Linked DNA regions of Sus scrofa: region 1 is linked to region 2. The links are chromatin contacts, called in public HiChIP or PLAC-seq maps. All regions are on one chromosome and are shown on one strand. The core of a region is the stretch at or near the end of the contact, and the rest is flanking DNA. Distances in the headings are between cores, read along the strand shown. Region 1 overlaps PANK2 (pantothenate kinase 2, mitochondrial). Region 2 has its middle 48 kb from the start of RNF24.

The links. HiChIP or PLAC-seq counts read pairs in DNA pulled down with a chosen protein or histone mark.
Region 1: a contact with region 2 is called in an H3K27ac HiChIP or PLAC-seq map of skeletal muscle. The contact joins two enhancer-like sites. A contact is called at or near these places in 12 of 47 Hi-C or Micro-C datasets (alveolar macrophages, blood, brain and 6 more) and 1 of 2 datasets of contacts at active chromatin or transcription factors (skeletal muscle).

What each region holds. Positions count from the first base shown.
Region 1 is chr17:31,802,381-31,805,726 of Sscrofa11.1, forward strand. PANK2 (pantothenate kinase 2, mitochondrial) reads right to left here. Exons shown (of 7, transcript XM_021078060.1): 7 at 1-579. The coding sequence ends at 529. Among named protein-coding and RNA genes, the nearest start is that of MIR103-2, 4.9 kb to the right of the region's middle. Within about 2 kb of position 1,856, at least 11 of the 83 cell types and tissues checked have an H3K27ac peak or open chromatin away from gene starts, as enhancers often do. A contact at or near this core is called in skeletal muscle, where this site is marked.
Region 2 is chr17:31,655,256-31,658,770 of Sscrofa11.1, forward strand. No RefSeq gene overlaps it. Among named protein-coding and RNA genes, the nearest start is that of RNF24, 48 kb to the right of the region's middle. Within about 2 kb of position 2,161, at least 22 of the 83 cell types and tissues checked have an H3K27ac peak or open chromatin away from gene starts, as enhancers often do. A contact at or near this core is called in skeletal muscle, where this site is marked.

The DNA of each region.
Region 1 (3,346 bases), core at 606-3,105, 150 kb after region 2:
CTGCTCAGTAAGTCTGCAGAACCTTGAAACACGTTTCTCAACATGTTCACAAAAGGCTAAACGCACATGACAGTTACCGCACAGAAGATGATCTCCAAAGCCATATTAACAAATTTGTGATTAGATTATAATACAAAGTAGCTTCCTTACATTTAGCGACTTCAATGGGACACAAAGTCACAGGCGGTAGAACACAGAACAGGTCTCCTCTGAAGCAGCTCCACTGAGTGATGCTGAATTTTAAACTAACACAGCACGTTGAACAAAGCTACAGTGAAGAGCAATTAAATACAATGAATCCTCGCCAACATGGACATGGTCCACTTTTTTTTTAATATATATCTTTCCTTACTGGTTATTAGTTTAGACTGAATTTTTAAGGATTTATCTTGATGACTTAGAAAAATACACTCGTCCTTTCTCGCTCTGATTCAGGTAGCACACAATCATAAAACTGAATGAGTCTCTTAAAAAAAAACAAGTCCACAGATCCCATTGTGGAAAGTTCCAGGAACCTCTCCCCAGGTATCAGGGTATCTTCAACAGCTCAAGAAGGGCTCCAACAGCTCCAAAATAACCCTGAAAAAAAAAAAAAGAAAGAAAAGAAAAATAAGAGCAATTCTCCTTAGATTTATTTAAATTACTATCAATATGATTAAAGCCAACACAGCCCTTAACTCCTGACACCAGTTTCCTGAGGCCCACTTTGCTAAGCTCAAGGCCAGCCTGGAGCAGAGAAGCTCTGAGGAGTGCCCAGGCCCGGGAGGACCCTGTCGCGTCAGACCAGAACCCACAGTGGGGGCCCCACAAGCTACGAGGCCCGCAGGGGCCCCGTCTGTAAGAGACAGGGCCTGCGCTGTGTTCTGGGTGAGAAGCAGCAGGGACCTGGAGCATTTGCAGTAAACTCCAGAACCAAGGAAGATGAGATGAAGTGTAAGGAAGCAGGAGAAGTGGGGGCAGCTCATGGAGGGTGAGGGCGTGGCTGGGCTGCAGGTGGAAAGGGGAGCAGGAAGCGGGTAGGATGAATTCAAGACTCATGTAAAGAAGGGAATGAAGGTGGCAGGGAGGCTGAGGCCCCTCCCACACACCCGCTGACACCACCCCTGAGAACAAGGACACATGAGCGAGAGATGCAGAAAGCCACAAAGGGGGCTCCACAGAGCACGGGCAAGGCTGGGGTGGCCGGGCAGCCACGCAGCCACACCCAGGGAGTCACCGGGTGGCTGGAGCTGGGCAGCGCTCAGGGCAGCAGAGGACAAGAGCGTCCTAAGGCAGCTTGCAGAGAGCGGGGAAGAACAACAGAAGCACCTGAGGGGAGGGCCGAGGGTGAGACAGAGAAGCAGCAGCTGAAGGAAGACCATGCCGGACCATCTGCTGCAGCAAAAGCAGTCGAGGTCCAGTACAACCAAGACCTGACAACCCAAACTGAAACCAAAACAAGGGTTAAATACAAAAGAACATGAGACAAAACCCATACTGGCAGAAAGAGAATGCCAATAGGAATCAGAATAATCAAACAATGATACAAAATCTTTTTTTTTTTTCCGTAAGTTTTTTTTCCTAGTATAGTTGATTTCAATGACACAAAATCCATCAAGGTCTCCATAGGATGAGATCAGACAGTCAAGTACTTTAAAGAGAAATGACTGAAAAAGGAACACGGGACGATCCTGAAAGACTTGCTTGTGGGTTTGAAGAACGTACGAGAAGTCTCTAAAAGAACAGAAATAACCAAAGCCCAGTCTATTTTACAAGAAAAGCTTCTCCAAATAACATGTGGCCACACAACAGAGGCTGAAGCCTGCTCTTTCCCTCGATTTCCTGGTTTTAAAAACAAGCAGCCACACGGATGTGTTGTGAAAGGAAGTCAGAAACTGCAGGAGGGACGCAGCTGGGTAAGACTTGGCGGCACCCAGAGACCCTCAGTCACAGCCAGAGGACAGAATTCAACAGTTACCTCTACACATTATGTGCTTTTCTATATCTGTGTTCTATTTGAGAACAAAAAAAAAAAAAAAAAGAAGAAGAGACAGAGTTAACCATTATACTGAGTTGCTCTGCAGACCCAGAACCTATTATCTGGTAAAAGACAGGACTGAGAGAGGTTGTTACAAACCAAGACGTGTAAGACGAGAACAGCAGAGAATGAAAGAGAAAGGCCTGAGAAGAATCTATACAAAGCTTTCACGACAACAGTCACACTGACCCCAGTGTGCAGGCAAGAGAATGCTTCATGACTCAGAGAGCCTAAAATAAGCAGGCTTCCACAAGTCCCCGACACCAGAGCCAGGGGCCTAGATGTAAATGCAAATCGGAGACAAACAGAGCCAACAGAGCCAACCAAAGAGGAAAATGAAGTCAGCAGACAGAAAGAGCGAAAACTGAGAAACAAAATTCCCTAAAAGGTTCGTGTCATAGTAATTATTAAGATGTGAAAAAAATCTAAGTTAAAAAAAAAAAAAAGTTAACCTAAGAAACTCACCTCCACATTCTGCCTAGAAACCTCAACAAGAGCTAGAAACTCAGCCAGAGGCAAGTTACACTAAGATATAACATTACACAGGGTCTCCTTTTATTCTAACATTAAGCAAAATAAAACAGGTCAGAGATTACAAAAAACGAGATGTAGATAAAAGGTACAAGAAACAAAAATAATTCAGTACCGATTTACTAACATAATAACATTAAAAGTAAAAACAAAGTTAGATGACAAACTTTGAAGCTTTCTGATATGGGAAATCATGCACTCTGGGTTTTACCTATGAACTTAAGCAACTTAAAAAGGAAAAGCAGGAGTTCCCGTCGTGGCGCAGTGGTTAATGAATCCAACTAGAAACCATGAGGTTGCGGGTTCGGTCCCTGCCCTTGCTCAATGGGTTAACGATCCGGCGTCGCCGTGAGCTGTGGTGTAGGTTGCAGACGCGGCTCGGATCCTGCGTTGCTGTGGCTCTGGCGTAGGCTAGTGGCTACAGCTCTGATTAGACCCCTAGCCTGGGAACCTCCATATGCCGCGGAAGCGGCACAAAGAAATGGCAAAAAGAGAAAAAAAAAAAAAAAAAAAAAGGAAAAACACAGTAACTTTAAAAGAAAAAGCAACCTCTTTATATATCACTTCAAATCCTACTTTGATTTAGGAGTTCCCTTGTGGCACAGCAGGTTAAGGATCCAGCTGCAGTGCAGGTTCAATCCCTAGCCCAGGAACATATACATGCTGTGGAGTGCAGCCAAAAATATATACATATATATGCACATACAATTCTAAAAAATGTTCATAACACTTATCTACAACCCAACAACACGAGTCGGGCTGCCCCACAACCAAGGGGAGGAAGAGGTCCCCTTCCAC
Region 2 (3,515 bases), core at 911-3,410:
AAACTACTACCTGATGGCCAAATCCGGCCCATTTTGCAAACAAATTTTTACTGAAACACAGCCATGCCCATTCATTTACATATTGTCCATGGCTGTTTTCGAAGGCAGAGTTGAAGAGCTGCCACAGAGACCACGTTATCTCACAAAGCCGAAGCTATTTATTATCTTGTTCTTTTACAGAAAAAGAACTACTCAGAATATGGTCTGGCAGTCTCAGCTTCACCTGGGAGCTCATTAGAACTGAAGCATGTCAGACCCTGCCCCAGAGCTGCTGAGTCAGAATCTGCATTTTAACAAGATCCTCAGGTTGACCCCTGAGCACATTGAAGTTTGAGTAGCGCTGCCTCAAGAAGTCACCCCCTTGCCAAAGCACTCTTCATGCCAGTTGGGAGTTATTGACTAATTAATTGTCTTTCCTACTGGAGGAAAGCACAGGGATTATTCATGTTGAGATTTCCTTTGGATTCCAGCACCTGAGAAGGTGGCTGGTCCAGAGAAGATGAATGCAATGACTCTCTGACAAATACAGTTGAACAGAACCATAGAAACTAAAGAAGGAGAGAGCTTTGAAAAGAGCAGTTTTTTGTTTATATGTCACACTGGCAAATATCAGATAGTTTGTTAACATGTGGCATTGATAGAATGAAGAAAATAGGGCCTCTCTGTTGTCAGCACAACCTCTCTGGGGAGATCAATTTGACAATATTCACCAAAATTACAAATGCAGATATCCTTTGGCCCTACATTTCCACTCTCAAACCTTTATTTTCCAAATAGATTCACACCTAGGGCACTAAGGTAGTCATTGCATCACTGTCAGCAAGAGCAAAAGATTGCACAAAATCAAGTGTCCATCAAAGCACATTTGCCCAGGCAGCTATGATGTATAATGAAACTGTGTGACTTTATTTTATTTTTGTCTTTTTATCTTTTTAGGGCTGCACCTATGGCATATGGAGGTTTCCAGGCTAGGGGTTGAATCAGAGCTGCAGCCACCGGCCTACACCAGAGCCACAACAACACCAGATCCGAGCCGTGTCTGTGAGCTACACCACAGCTCGTGGCAACACGGGATCAACCCACTGAGGGAGGCTGGGGATCAAACCGGCAACCTCATGGTTCCTAGTTGGAGTCATTTCTGCTTCACCACGATGGGAACTCCCAAAACTGTGTGACTTTAGAGAAAGAAAGAAGGAACTGGAGTGATGTCCAAAGTATTTGTTAAGTGAAAAAAGCAAAATTCAAAACAGTATGTATCAAGTAATATCCAAAACAGGGCAAGGAGAGAGAAGAGAATCTTGAATATTCATAAAATGTGTCTGGAAGGACATACACGAAAACCAACACCAGTTGGTCATGGGAAAGGATCACTGGGTTCTTAGGGACAGAAGTAGGAGATTTTTCACTGTCCACACTTTGATGCTTTTGGAACTTAAAAAACAAACCCAGAAAATATCAGGAAAACCTGCAGAAAAAAAGAAAAGTGTCCAAAGTTTAGATATTGCTTTTTTTGGTTTTTCTGTTTTTGTCTTTTTCAGGCTGTGCCCATGATATGATATATGTAAGTTCCCAGGCTAGGGGTCGAATTGGAGATGCAGCTGCCAGCCGACACCACAGCCACAGCAACACAGGATGAGAGTCGTGTCTGTGACCTACACCGCAGTTCATGGCAATGCCAGATTCTTAACCCACTGAGCGAGGCCAGGAATCAAACCTGTATCCTCATGGATACTAGTCGGGTTGATTACCGCTGAGTCACGATGGGAACTCTGAAAATTTAGATATGTTTTAGATGTCCAGTCTAGACCTTTGCTACTCAAAATATGATCTACAGACTGGCAGCTCTGGGATCACCTGAGACCTAGCTAGTAATGCAAAACCCCAGGCCTCTCCCCACTCAGATTAAATCAGAATCTGCATTTGAACAGGAACCCTAAAGAATTTAAACACACTCTTCACTCTGATACACACTTGTCCAGGCAACCAGAGAACTCACTCCTAGGGGCACCACCTGGGTTGATAGCAGAGTCTGCTGCTAATAAAAGAGCTGCTGCCTTTTCCCCCCAACAGGGGCTCCATGCTGGTGAGACACCAGGGCCCAGGCTGTTCCCAGTAGGAAGGAGGATTTAAGCAGCTCCTCCCAGGCTTGGGCTGGCCCTGAGCCCAGTGCCCTGGCGGCTCCCCAGCCAAGGAAACAGCTCCCTTCCTCCTCCAAGAGCCACTGGGACCGCTCGAAACGGAAACATTTGAGAGTTTTCCACTCCCCCTGTTATAAGCTCTTTCCAACATGAATAAAGATGCATCTGTCTGGCTCAAGTTTATTTATAACTGGTATTTATTTATCCATTCCCAGTGCCTCCAGGTACCTGGTACCCTGACCTCGTGGTGGAAGGGAGGCAGGGGAGAGGACAGCACCGGGCAGGCCCCGTTGGAGAAGGAAGGAGAAGGAAAAGCCAGGAGGTTGGCTAATGCCTCTGCATCCTTGATCTACCTGGAACTGCTCCAGGCCACATCTGGAGGCCACATCTGGAAGCAACAATGCCACTGGACTTCTCAGAGTGGCAGGCATAAAAAGGGAGAAAGGAGGGGGAGCTGTACTAAGCTTGGTCCAGACCACCCAGGAGTTGGCCTTTGGAGGACGATGCAGGGAGACTCACTTCTTCCACCACGTGGCCACTACCCTGACCCCCAACTCTCTGAGCTCAACATCTTAGGGAACACAGAGCCACTAGGTATGAATGCACCACACAGAGGCTGTCCCAAGGCTTCCCCAACCCCAAGTTGTAGGGACTCTGGACAGGCCACCACCCTCTCTCTCTGGATCTTTCTTCTGTTTTTTGTTTCTTGTATTTTTGTTTTTTGCTTTTTAGGGCTGCACCTGTGGCATATGGAAGTTCCCATGCTAGGGGTCCAATCAGAGCTGTAGCTGCCAGTCTACACCACAGCAACAGCAACTTGGAATCCCAGCCATGTCTGCGACATACACCACAGCTCACAGCAATGCTGGATCCTTAATCCACTGAGCATGGCCAGGGATCGAACCCACATCCTCATGGATCCTAGTCAGGTTCATTAACCCCTGAGCCACAAAGGGAACTCCTTTTTTGTTTTGTTTTGTTTTTTGTCTAGATCTTTCTTTTCCTGCCACCTCAGCAGCCCTGAGCAGCCCTGACAGCAGTCCTTTCCCTCAAACCCTGAGTCCTCCTCCTCCCCCTTCATGCTCCCCCCTAGGCCTCTCCTGGCCACCATCCCTAGGTGACTAATGTCTCTTAAATTAAAAAACAAAACGAAGCCATAAAACCACTAGTCAGTGTTTACCCCAGAAGAGTTTACAAAATGCTTCCACATACTATGGCTCTCAGTTTATCACCTAACAGCCCAACAAGGTTAGAGCTCCTCTCCCTACCCTACTGAGGGGAACACCAAGCCCAGGAAATGTTAGAGGCCCTGAAAGATCTCCCAGCCTACAGGCAGCAGAAGACTCAGGACTCAATGCGCACCTAAGCTGCCATCTC